Regions from separate parts of the Manis pentadactyla genome. Here region 1 is linked to region 2. The links are chromatin contacts, called in public Hi-C maps. All regions are on one chromosome and are shown on one strand. Each heading gives the region's core, a stretch centred on a gene start, on an enhancer-like site or on the middle of the called end of the contact. The rest is flanking DNA. Distances are from core to core; before and after follow the strand shown.

What was found. A called contact is a pair of places that touch in the nucleus more often than the background predicts.
Region 1: a Hi-C map of fibroblasts shows a contact between it and region 2, with 2.5 times the contacts expected there. The contact joins the promoter of GOLT1A here to the promoter of PLEKHA6 in region 2. A contact is called at or near these places in 2 of 3 Hi-C or Micro-C datasets (blood and fibroblasts).

What each region holds. Positions count from the first base shown.
Region 1 is chr9:123,455,277-123,460,476 of mManPen7.hap1, reverse strand. It overlaps GOLT1A (golgi transport 1A), which reads right to left and starts at 3,550. Exons shown (of 5, transcript XM_036909667.2): 1 at 3,435-3,550. The coding sequence starts at 3,459.
Region 2 is chr9:123,316,879-123,322,162 of mManPen7.hap1, reverse strand. It overlaps PLEKHA6 (pleckstrin homology domain containing A6), which reads right to left and starts at 1,593. Exons shown (of 29, transcript XM_036909653.2): 1 at 1,461-1,593. The coding sequence starts at 1,543.

The sequences.
Region 1 (5,200 bases), core at 2,301-4,800, 140 kb before region 2:
TTTTGGTGTGGAAACATGGTGTGAACATTTTGTTGGGTTTTGTTTTGCTACAATATTTGTATGTCCATTCTGTAAACACTTAAGAACAGCCTCTTACTCATTTTCTAGAAAGAGCATGTTTCTCAAATTCACACGTTATGTCTTCTCTCCTAAACTTCCTTTTGCAACGATTTTGCTGGCTTGCATAATTATTACTTTCCAACTTGTTCCACATCTTCTTTATGGGCCCCACAGTGCTGCCAGCATCCAGTGGAGAAACTGCACCATGGATGCAAAACCGCACAGAAAAGGGTCAGAAACTTTATCACACACACGCCTCAGACCTTCCTCTGCCTCTCGCTTCTGCAGTGGCTTAGCGATTTCAGTCAAGCTACCATGTGGGGGTTGCTCCTGAAGTTCTCAGGGCAGCAAGCACGCTGAGAGGGCGGGGGACGGGGCATGTCACCAGGAGTGACAGAGGTGCCTGCAGCCCACCGTCCCCATAATCCAGACAGATGGGGGCAGCACGCCCCCTGCTGGAGGTGAGCCAGAGACGTCTCAGGCTACGGAGCAGGGAACCTCTGGGAGCTCTCCAGGGTGCCACCTAGTGAGGAGGGGAGACCTCCCCACGCCTCAGAGGACCAGATTCAGCGTCCCTGGCCTTAGGGCTGACTGCTGCCACCTCCTGCAGCTCCGGGCAGCTCCCAGCCTGCTGTAGATGAAGCCCTCCGTATAGCTGGCATTAACTGAAGCCAGCTTCAGTCTTTCTTGCTCCAGAAAGCAGCAACAGTACCTCAGATCAGGACTATGGGCCCCCTGGCCTGAGGCTGTGTAGGGACCCTCAGAATACCAGTCACTTCTCTCTCTCTCTGTAAAAACATCACAAATGGACAGAAAACTTGCAAGTACAGCATAAAGAATTCCTTCTTGAGCCATTTGAGAGTAGTGACCATTGGGTATCTCATCTCCCCTTAATACTTTGGTGTGGTTTTCCTTTATTCTCTTATGCAGCCAGGATACAACCATCAAAATTGGGAGTCTCCCTTACTGTTCCCGCCACCTCATCCCTTCAATCCACAGCTAAGTTTTATTGCTCTGTTTTTTCACATGCATCTTGAAAGCTCTCCATTTCTCTCCACTGTCGTTCCTAATCCAAGCCAGCATCACCACTTTCCTGGGCTCCTGCAACTGTGTCGTTCGTTTCCTGTTTCATTCCTCTCGCCCTCTTGTCCCTTCTTCACACAGTAGCCCGGGATCTCAGAAAGCATGTAATCCAGCCTATTAGTGTACTGCCCAGACGTGATGGGGCCTAGACTCGCGTGTTCAGCGTCGTCTCCTGCCGCTCTCCCCTTTGTCCACCATATTCCAAAGGCTTAGTGTTTCCAGGAGGAGCTTTCCTGCCCCAGGGCCTTTGTTTAAGCTGTTTCCTCCCACTTATTATCTGCCTAGGGCTTGCTTATTCTTCAGGTCTCAAGACAAATGTCAGTCCCTTAGGAAAACCTGGTCCGTGCTCTGTTACCTGACCTGAATCTGGTTCCTTCATTTCTCTCTCTCACAGGACTCAGCACATTTGGGTTTCATAAACATCGGCCTGCCCCTGGCTCAGGCCTCAGGCCTCTGTGCTCTATTTTTATTCCCTGGGTTGGCAGTTCTCAACTAGGGGTGGGGAGGGGGGCGATTTTGTTCCCCAGGGAACATTTGGTAATGCCTGGAATCACTTTCGATTGTCACATCTTGGAGTGTGAGTATGCTCCTGGCATCTAGTGGGGGGAGGCCAGGGATGCTGCTAAAGTCCTACAATGCCCAGGACAGACGCCCAGAACAAAGAAAGATCCCGCAAAACTCAGTAGTGGGGACGCTGAGGAACTGCATGATGTCCTGGACCCTCACGGTTCCAAATACCGTGTAGACCCTGGCAACTCCTAAATTTCTCTCCCACACTCAGGCCTGTACCTTGAACCCCAGTCTCATGTGTAACTAACTGCCTACTTGACACTCACCCCAGTGCCTAATAGCACATCAAATTCAACGTGCCTAAAACCTAACTCAACCCTTCTGATTGCTCAGGCTACAAACACTGGAGGCAGTCTGGAGTTCTTTCTCTTACACCAGACATCCAATCTATAAGCAAATCCTTCCAGCAATTTCCTCAAAGCAGATCCAGCATTGAGCTCTTCACTGCTACCATCCTGGTCTCCACCATCTGTCACCTCAGACCTGGTCCCCCTATTGTGACTTCACCCCTCTGCAGTCTATTCTTAACCTAGCACACATAGTGATTTTTAAAAAATGTAGATCATAAAAATATAAATAGTTATAAATAACTCCTCTGTACAAAACCCTCCAATGGTTTCCCATCTTATGGAGATAACACCAAAGTTCTTACACAGCTGGGCCTTTCGGTTACCACCCTGACCTAAACTCCTACTGTTTCCCCTTTACTCACTTCACTCCAGAAACATCACCAAGTATGCTAATGCCCCAGGGCCTTTGCACAGGCCCTTCTCTCTTCCCAGAACAGCTCCCCCAGCCCTGCCCCCATGCTGCATGTCTTTCTTCCTCATTTCTTATTAAGTCTCTATATAAAAGGCACCTCTTCCTTGCAGCCTTTCCCGATCACTCTATACACAGCAGTTACCCCTCCTGCCTCGCACTGCCTAGTCTCCTTACCCTGTTTTACTTTTGTCTGGAGGATGCATCACCATCTGACATACTACATGCTGACTTCTTTATCTGTCAATTACCTGTTTTCCACTCTAGAATGTAAGCAGGGAATATGTCTGCTCCATTCACCATTGTATACTTACACCCAACACAATGCTTGGCACAAAGCAGAGACAAATTGGTTCAGTGAATGAATGATCACCTCAAGTTCACAGATAAGACACCGGGGCTCAGAGGCTTTTAAGTAATTCACCCAAAGGAAACTCACTAAGCCAGGGCTCTCTTGCCCCTCCCAGGGCTGTGGACTACCTCCTTGCCCTGTCCCCTAAAAGAAGAGCAAGGGTGTTTAGGAGTGAGGATATGGTGATTTGGGGAGGGCAGAGAAGTTTAGTTTCTGATAAGAAGGGACCCAGGGCCTTGGGACACTCTGAGGGCTTGGGGGAAACATATCTGAACCCCAGTGGCCGCCTGAGCCCACCTATGCAGCACCCCAGGTCTAAGCACCCTTAATGGGAGGGACTAGCTTGAGCGGTGACCTTGTCAGTTCCCACCAGCCCCTGGCCACCTGGGGGCCCTGAGCAGCCGGCTACCAGTGGAGGCGGGGAAGCCATACCCAGCCTGGTCCCGCGTCTGAAGGATGCCAACACAGCAGCTCCCTGCCACTGGCTCCAGAGGTCACTTCACAGGTTCCCAGAGAGAGAGCCAGGGAGCCACAGCGCCCCCGCCGCACCCTAGCCTGGATACCCCATTCCAGCCCTGCCCTCTCCACAGCACCGGCCCCCGGCACTCACTCTGCCACTCGGTGATGGAGATCATGCTGCAGGCTGCCTGGGGGGCCTTCCAGGACGACGCTGCCCAGGGCTGAGGAGCAGAGAGGACCGAACTGGCACATGCTCAGGGAAGCTGACCCTTGGTAAATTGTGAAATGGGCCTCCGGTGAATCAGTAACTTCCTCGGGCCTCTCCCACCCCACCCCCGCCCTCCATAAGGATGCTTAAAGCCGCAGGCTCCCTTCTCCCGGATCTTCCCACTGGGCGCTGCAACCTCCCACCCGCCCCGCCCACCTGGAGAAGGCAACGCCCACCTGGCCCTTCCGTGGCCCTCCCCCAACTCCCACGTCCTGAGGCTGAGTTCAGCTGCTTCCAGCAAATACGCAGAACTCGGACTGTACATGGAAGAGCTGGGATCTCGGGGTACCAGGTTCCTTGCTTAGTTTATTGGAGGCTGTGGGAAGAGTGGGGATCCGCGGCCCTTTGGAAAAGTATTAAATTCGTCTTGTAAGTAAGGTGTGCTTGCTTTGTGTTATTACCCATGCTGGACGCTAGGGGGAGACAGGTAATTGAGTAAAACCTGTGGTTGACAGTCTCCTGGGAGAAACAGATTCTGTTAAATCAAGGGCAAAATCTTCCCAGGGCAGTCAGACACAAAGGGCTTTACCCTCCTTTCCCTCGGTAGTGCCCAGCTTTGGATTCTGAGGTTGAGTTACAGAGGATGAAAGATGAATTTGGTCTTGCAGTAGGGCTGGACGGGTCAGGAAGCCTGGCTCTGGTCCAGCTATCAGCTGCATAGACATGGGTACATCCTCGCTGCCCTCTACAGGCCTGAAAAAAGAGGGGGCAGACAGTTCCTCACCGGCTCTCTCCCCTTGCAGAGCAGGGCTTCCCAACACCACTAGAGCCAGCACCCCCTTTGTAATGTCCCTTCTGTCCTGAAATGAAGTTCATAGATGATATCACCAATCTACATATACTATTTTAAAAACTGCAAATAAAATTGCACTAAAGGGGGAAAATAATTTAAAACACAATGTTTCTCAATCTGTAAGTGCTCAGGCAAGACTTATCAGAGGACATAAATGAAACGGGTGGACTGCGTGTACCTACCTATAAGAGAAATAGACCAGAGCCATTACATACAAACAAAAAATCAGAAATATCCATCCTCCTGATAAAATGGAAGAGTTGTAGGAGGTGAACACTAGATAAAAAGTGTTAAGTCAGTAATAACAGAGATGTACTTGTATATAAAAAGAGAAAGAGGGAAATAATCTTAATGGAAGCATGGATACCAGAGTGGGCAAGTTAGAGGTGGCAAAGGAGGAAGAGAGGGGGGCAGCCGGGGGGCACCACGGAGGGCTGAATGGCAGGGGCTCTGCTGATGGAGCCCGCAAAGGTGGGGGCCTGGGGACACCCTCTCCCTCTTGCCCATCACAGCCCTGAAGGCAGCCAAGGGGTCTATACAATGTCACCACCACGTCCTCACATTTGCAAATGAATTTGAGTTTTCAAAGTGTGTTTCATCCATTTTCTCATTTGGCTTCCTTGAGAGCTCCATGGTAGTAACAACCCCACTTCACACACGAGGGAACTGAGACTCAGTGATTTAGTGAGTTGTCTAAATTGTCGCACAGACAGCAAGGGGCCAGGCCAGGAGCTGAGCAGACATCGCCTTCTCTCTCTGCAGCCTCAGCCTCCGGTGAGCCAACTCTGCACAGGCCGCTCCGGATGAGGCAGGTGTGGTGCGGCCCGGCTCCCTGGCAGAGGCAGTCTGAGGCGTG
Region 2 (5,284 bases), core at 344-2,843:
GCATCTTCTCCCTCCTACCTTCAAGGAAAAACAAGTATCTTATTGTTGTTTATCTCCCATGCCTAGCACTGCAGCAAATAGTGGATACTCAGTGAGTGTTTGTGGACTGAAGGATGGAAAGAAGCTGGTAGGCAGGCAAGAGATTGGGAAGAAAGACGAGAAGAGCCAAATTAACGTCATCAGAATAGCTGAGGAGATGATGGAAATTCAGATTCCAAGGCCCTGCCCCAACCCTTCTGAATCGTCATCTCTGGAGGTAGGGCTCAGGACTTGGCCTTTTTCATAGGCCTTCTTTAAGTGAATCTTGTGACTCTAAAGTTTCAAACCACGGACAAAAGGGACTCTAGTTCTAATACTGCAGAAGTTCCGTTATTTAAGAATCTGACCCAGGGTCAAATACTTTAGCAGAATTAATTTTTAAGATAATCTAATTACGGCATCGATTATGGGCATGGAGGTGATAATTACAGAAAAACGGACTAAAGCACATGTGGAGACTGAAAAACACCAAAGAGAGGCCAGTGGCCACCTGAGGCCCTGCAAAGGCAGTTGGGTACAAGGCAAAAGGAGGCAGCGCTCTGATTAACAGGTGGTGTTCTCTCCGACAAGCCCTCCCGTTCCCCCATCTGAAAACTGAGGGGGTTGCGGCAAGGTCCCTTTCCGCTCTAATGTTCTGTGAGTGGCCATCTGAGGACAGGAAAACTCACCACGTATGGGTAACCGCTCAGAACGCTTCTAGACTTGCTGTATTACCGGGAGATTTCTATCCTGGCAAAAGATGACTACAGAGGGAGCGGGCCAAAGGAGCACCGGCGGGGCCACTCTGTTATAATGAGATTATGCCAGAGCCATTTTGGTTTATGAAATTAATACAACAGCGCTAATATATTACTGAGAGCCGCGAAGGCCCAGTCTCTCCAAAGAACGCCAAACGAACTGCAGGCATCTTCTCCTTCCCCTTGACCACTGGCCCACAAGGAAGCAGGAAGGAAGGGGCTGCCGCCCTGGCACACTGGGCCCCGGGGCGAGGGAGTGCCCGGGGCTGGCGGTAGAGGCAGGGTCTCCTGATGTGAGGTCAAGCCCGAGTCTGCCCTGGGCAGCTCTGGGCTCGGGGAAGAGACAGCCCTGGCCATGTAGTGGCGGAGCGGAAAGGACGGCGCTGCAGGCCGGGCCCGGGGCCTGGCCACCCTCCTCAGGGCCCCCCACTCCGCACCTGTGCCTGCAGCGGAGGGAAAGGCCAGCGCCCGCCCTGCCCAACCCTGCCCTCCGAGAGGGACTTTGACCCACTGAGGAGAAGGCGGGAGACACATTCAAACAGGCGGCGATAAACTTATTAGTCATGCCTGCTGCTCAGCCACCGCTTCCCCCCACTCTCTGCGGGCGGCCCCCAGCCCTGCCACCTTTCAAGTCGGACAACTTTAAAGAAAAAGGCAGGAAAAAAACGAGAGGGGCCAACGTACTTGATGAAGAAGACTCTGCCCCCGCGGTCCACTCCGTAGGTCCACCGGCCGGGCAAGTCCAGCCAGTCGATCTCCTCGGCCATCTCGGGGTCCCGAGCCCCTCGCGCTGGCCGGCCCCGGGCGCTGCGAGGGCCCGCTGCTCCTGGAGGCAGCGCCGGTGGGGGGCGGGGGGGCGCCGCGCGGGCCGGCGGCTCGGGCGCCCCTCCTGGGTCCCTGGCGGCGGCTCTGGCCTCCCGCTGGCGGCGGCTGGCCGCCCGCCGGGCAGCAGGGAACAGCGAGACTTAACCCTGGCCGGGCCGGGCCGGGCCCCAGACCGCAGCCGCCTGCTGCCGGGGTCGGCGCTCCCGCCGGACGGCGCCCGAACTTCAGGACCGGCGGCCGGCGCGGCGAGGACTCCTGCCGCCGGGCTGCGCCCCGCGGCGCCGCGGTCCCTCCCGGAGCGAGCAGGTGGCCGCGGCCGAGCGAGGGGCGGTGGCGCTCCGCTCGCAGCTCCGCGCCCGCACTTGAACCACCGGCGGGCGAGGGAGGCGGGGCCCAGCCGCCGCCTCGGAAGGTGATTCGCAGCCGCAGCCGCGGGTCCCCGAGTCCCGGCGCAGGGCGCGGGGAAACCAGCCTGGCTGCAGGAGCCTCGAGTGAGGAACCTGAGCGACGTGTCCAGCCACCGAACGGGAAGGGGGAAGTGGTCAGACCTGGTTCGGCTCGGTGGGAGGTTAGCGGAGGACAAAGGTCAAACGCAGGGAAGGGTGGCACGGGTATGAGCGGCAAGGCGCCCAGGAGGCCCTTCTTGCAGAGATGTCAGCCTCAGCAGGCAAGCTGGCCCTCGGCTCTCTTTCCCGGCACTTCTTCCCAGAAGCCTGCCATGACTAAGTAGAATCGGAGTGAGGCCTTAGAAACCTGCTCAGAAACCAACAGCGTTCATGTCCCTTCTCCCTAACTTGAACTAGAAAACTAAAGGGAAAAGAGGGGGGCGGAAAAAAAGAAGGGAATGTGTTCTGTACACAGAATGCAGGTTGCAAGCTTTCAATACTGGCATATGAAGAGGGTGTTGCGGGAGCCCACGTGGTCGGCTGTGTCTGGGTCTACATCAAGGTTGGGGTCCGGTCGGCTTTCCCAACTTACTCAGGACCTGCCCCTGGGCCTGCGATAGATGCACAGGTTCATTCAGTCCCTGTGCCAGACCCAAGGGAATCATTAGACAATAGGAGAGACGGCTGCCTTTAGAGGAAGCAACGCGCCACATGGCAGTTGGCAGGGATCGGTTGAGTATGCATACTCATTGTGAGCATTAGGAAGCGATTTTGATCCCTGGTCCACCTAGGTGATCCCTACTCATCCCTTCAGGGTCTACCGTGTGTTACCTCCTCCCAGAAGCCATTCCTGACTACACCAGATTTCTATGCCCATCCTTTACGTGTCATGACACCTTATTAATAACCCTGTAGTGGACTTACCTCGCTGTAAGGCAATCCTTGATGTACTCTCTGTCTCCTTCACTGAGCTGTGTGCTCCCGAGAGCAGGCACTCCATCTCATTCATCTCTACAGCCCCAGCACCTAGCTGGGGCACCCAATTAGTGTTAGACGAATGACTAATTCTGTTATAACTGGGAAACAACTATAAACACAATCCTGTACTTTTGGACCTTATGGGCCTGCCGAATATAACCATCAGCCACATCCGGGTGTGTGGTGGGGAGAACTTTCTGGAAAAGGAAACCGCCAGTGAGCCTTCCCAGGTAACCCAAATGTTCAAACTGCAGGGTGTAATGCACATACATCTGATAGGTAGTGAAGCTAGAAGATGGCTCACAGAACATCTAGTCCAAGACTCTTATTTTAAATATGGGAAACTGAGGAGCAAAGAAGGGAAGGACTGATTGAGGTCACTGAGCAAGGTGGTGGCCGAGAAAGATCTGCCCACCAGTGTCCCCACCAGAGCTCTCTCCATTGCTCTGTTCTGCCTCCAACACTGGAAATTCACTCTGCCGTCACATACAAGTTGAATCCTGTGTGCCGGCTCTAAGGCCAGTCCATTTTCCGGATGCAGAAGAGGAGCAGAAGCCCGTAATACCCAACCCTTTCCTCCCTTCTCAGATCCCATGGGTTCCTGGTCAAGAGAGCTGCATTCAACAGTAAGGAAGGGCCTCATCTGATCAGCACAGGTGAGGACCGAGGCCCCTTTGCTCCTAATTTGGGGAGGGTGGGGGGGTCAGGGGTTCAGACCCCTCTCCAGGCCCAAGCCTTGTGAAACATCTGTGAGACCCCCCAGCCCAGCCCCCTGTGATAGCTGAGGATGTGGACCGCCAGAATTGTTGCCAAGATGTCTCCAGGGAAAATATCAGCAACCAGTGCACTCCCAGTCCAACCAGAGCAACCAGTAAGGGTGGCTGCTTGGGCCGAATGTGGGTGGGAATAGGGAACAAAATGACATATATTTGAAAGTATGTATTCCACTGCTGTCTTCTTTGAGGAGTAGGGACTCCTGTTGATTTCCTCACAAGATTTTTGCCTTGTTTTTCTCTATAATCTAGCCTGGGATTCCTTGGAACGTTTACCTAGACAAGAAAAGGCCAGTGGTTGAGATTTTGAATGTTTTTTCCACTCATTTGAAATAAGAAATCAGGTTTGAAAATACTTTTCTAACTGTGATGTATCCTCACCAGTGACCTTTTATATTCTAACTCTTGTTTATCAATTATGATCAGTATTAATACTGCTTATAAGACATTTTAGCAAAAGAGCTAAAGATAATAAAGAAAAGGAGTAGAAAACTCAAATAAAAACAGCTATTGGTTCAACAATTACCTGGAAGAAGACAGAAAGGTTGATATGTTGAAATGAAAACCTTACAGGCTTTTGCAATCAAAAAAAGAAATGTACTTGCTTATTTTTCCCATGCAGCAAGTTTTACTTTACTTCTTTAAAAGGCAACAAAGCATGTGGATAAAATATATCAATAATATCTGGAAATGATTCTGATTCTGATTCTCTCATATATTTTGAGGCCTTAGTCACTTAAATATTATTATGCTTCTGGTTTAGCAACGGTGGTAAGCTGAAAATTCTCCCACCCCCTCCTCCCAACCCAACTCCACAAAAGCTGTCCTGTCAAATGCCTGGAATCTATGAGTATGACCTTATTTGGAAAAAGGTCTTTGTAGATGTAATTAAGTTAAGGATTTTGAGATGAGATTATCCTAGATTATTCAGGTGGGCCCTAAATTCAATTACAAGTGTCCCTAGACAAGGCAGGCAGGGGGAGATGTGAAATGGACAGAAGTGGAGGAAGCAATATGGCCACTGGAGCAATGTGGCCATGAGTCAAGAATGTTGACAACCACCAGAAGCTGGAAGAGGCAAAACGATCCTTCCCCAGAACTTCCAGGAGTGTGGACTTGTCAACACCTTGATTTCAGACTTCTGGCCTCCAGAGCAGTGAAAGAATAAATTTTTGCTGTTTTAAGCCACCCAGTTGGTGGTCACTTGGTACAGCAACCATGGGAAATTAATATAGCACCGATAAGAAAATCATAACAATGAGGATTGAGATAAATGTCTGTTGTTTTTTTTTTTACTTGTCCAATATCCAATCTCCCTTCTTCTGTTGATTGTCCTCAAATTTCCTTTTGACCTCCACCCTTCTGCCCCCAGCACTTGCGGGCTGGATGGGCTGGCCCCACCCCCACCCAGCTCCATGGTGGAGGGGTAGGGCTGCTGATAGAGGAAGCCATTCTGACCCTTCCTGGCCACAGTGATTGGTTCAGTAAAGGACATGTGACTCAGAGCAGACCAATGAGATTCAGTCTTAAGAAGAGCCCAAAATTC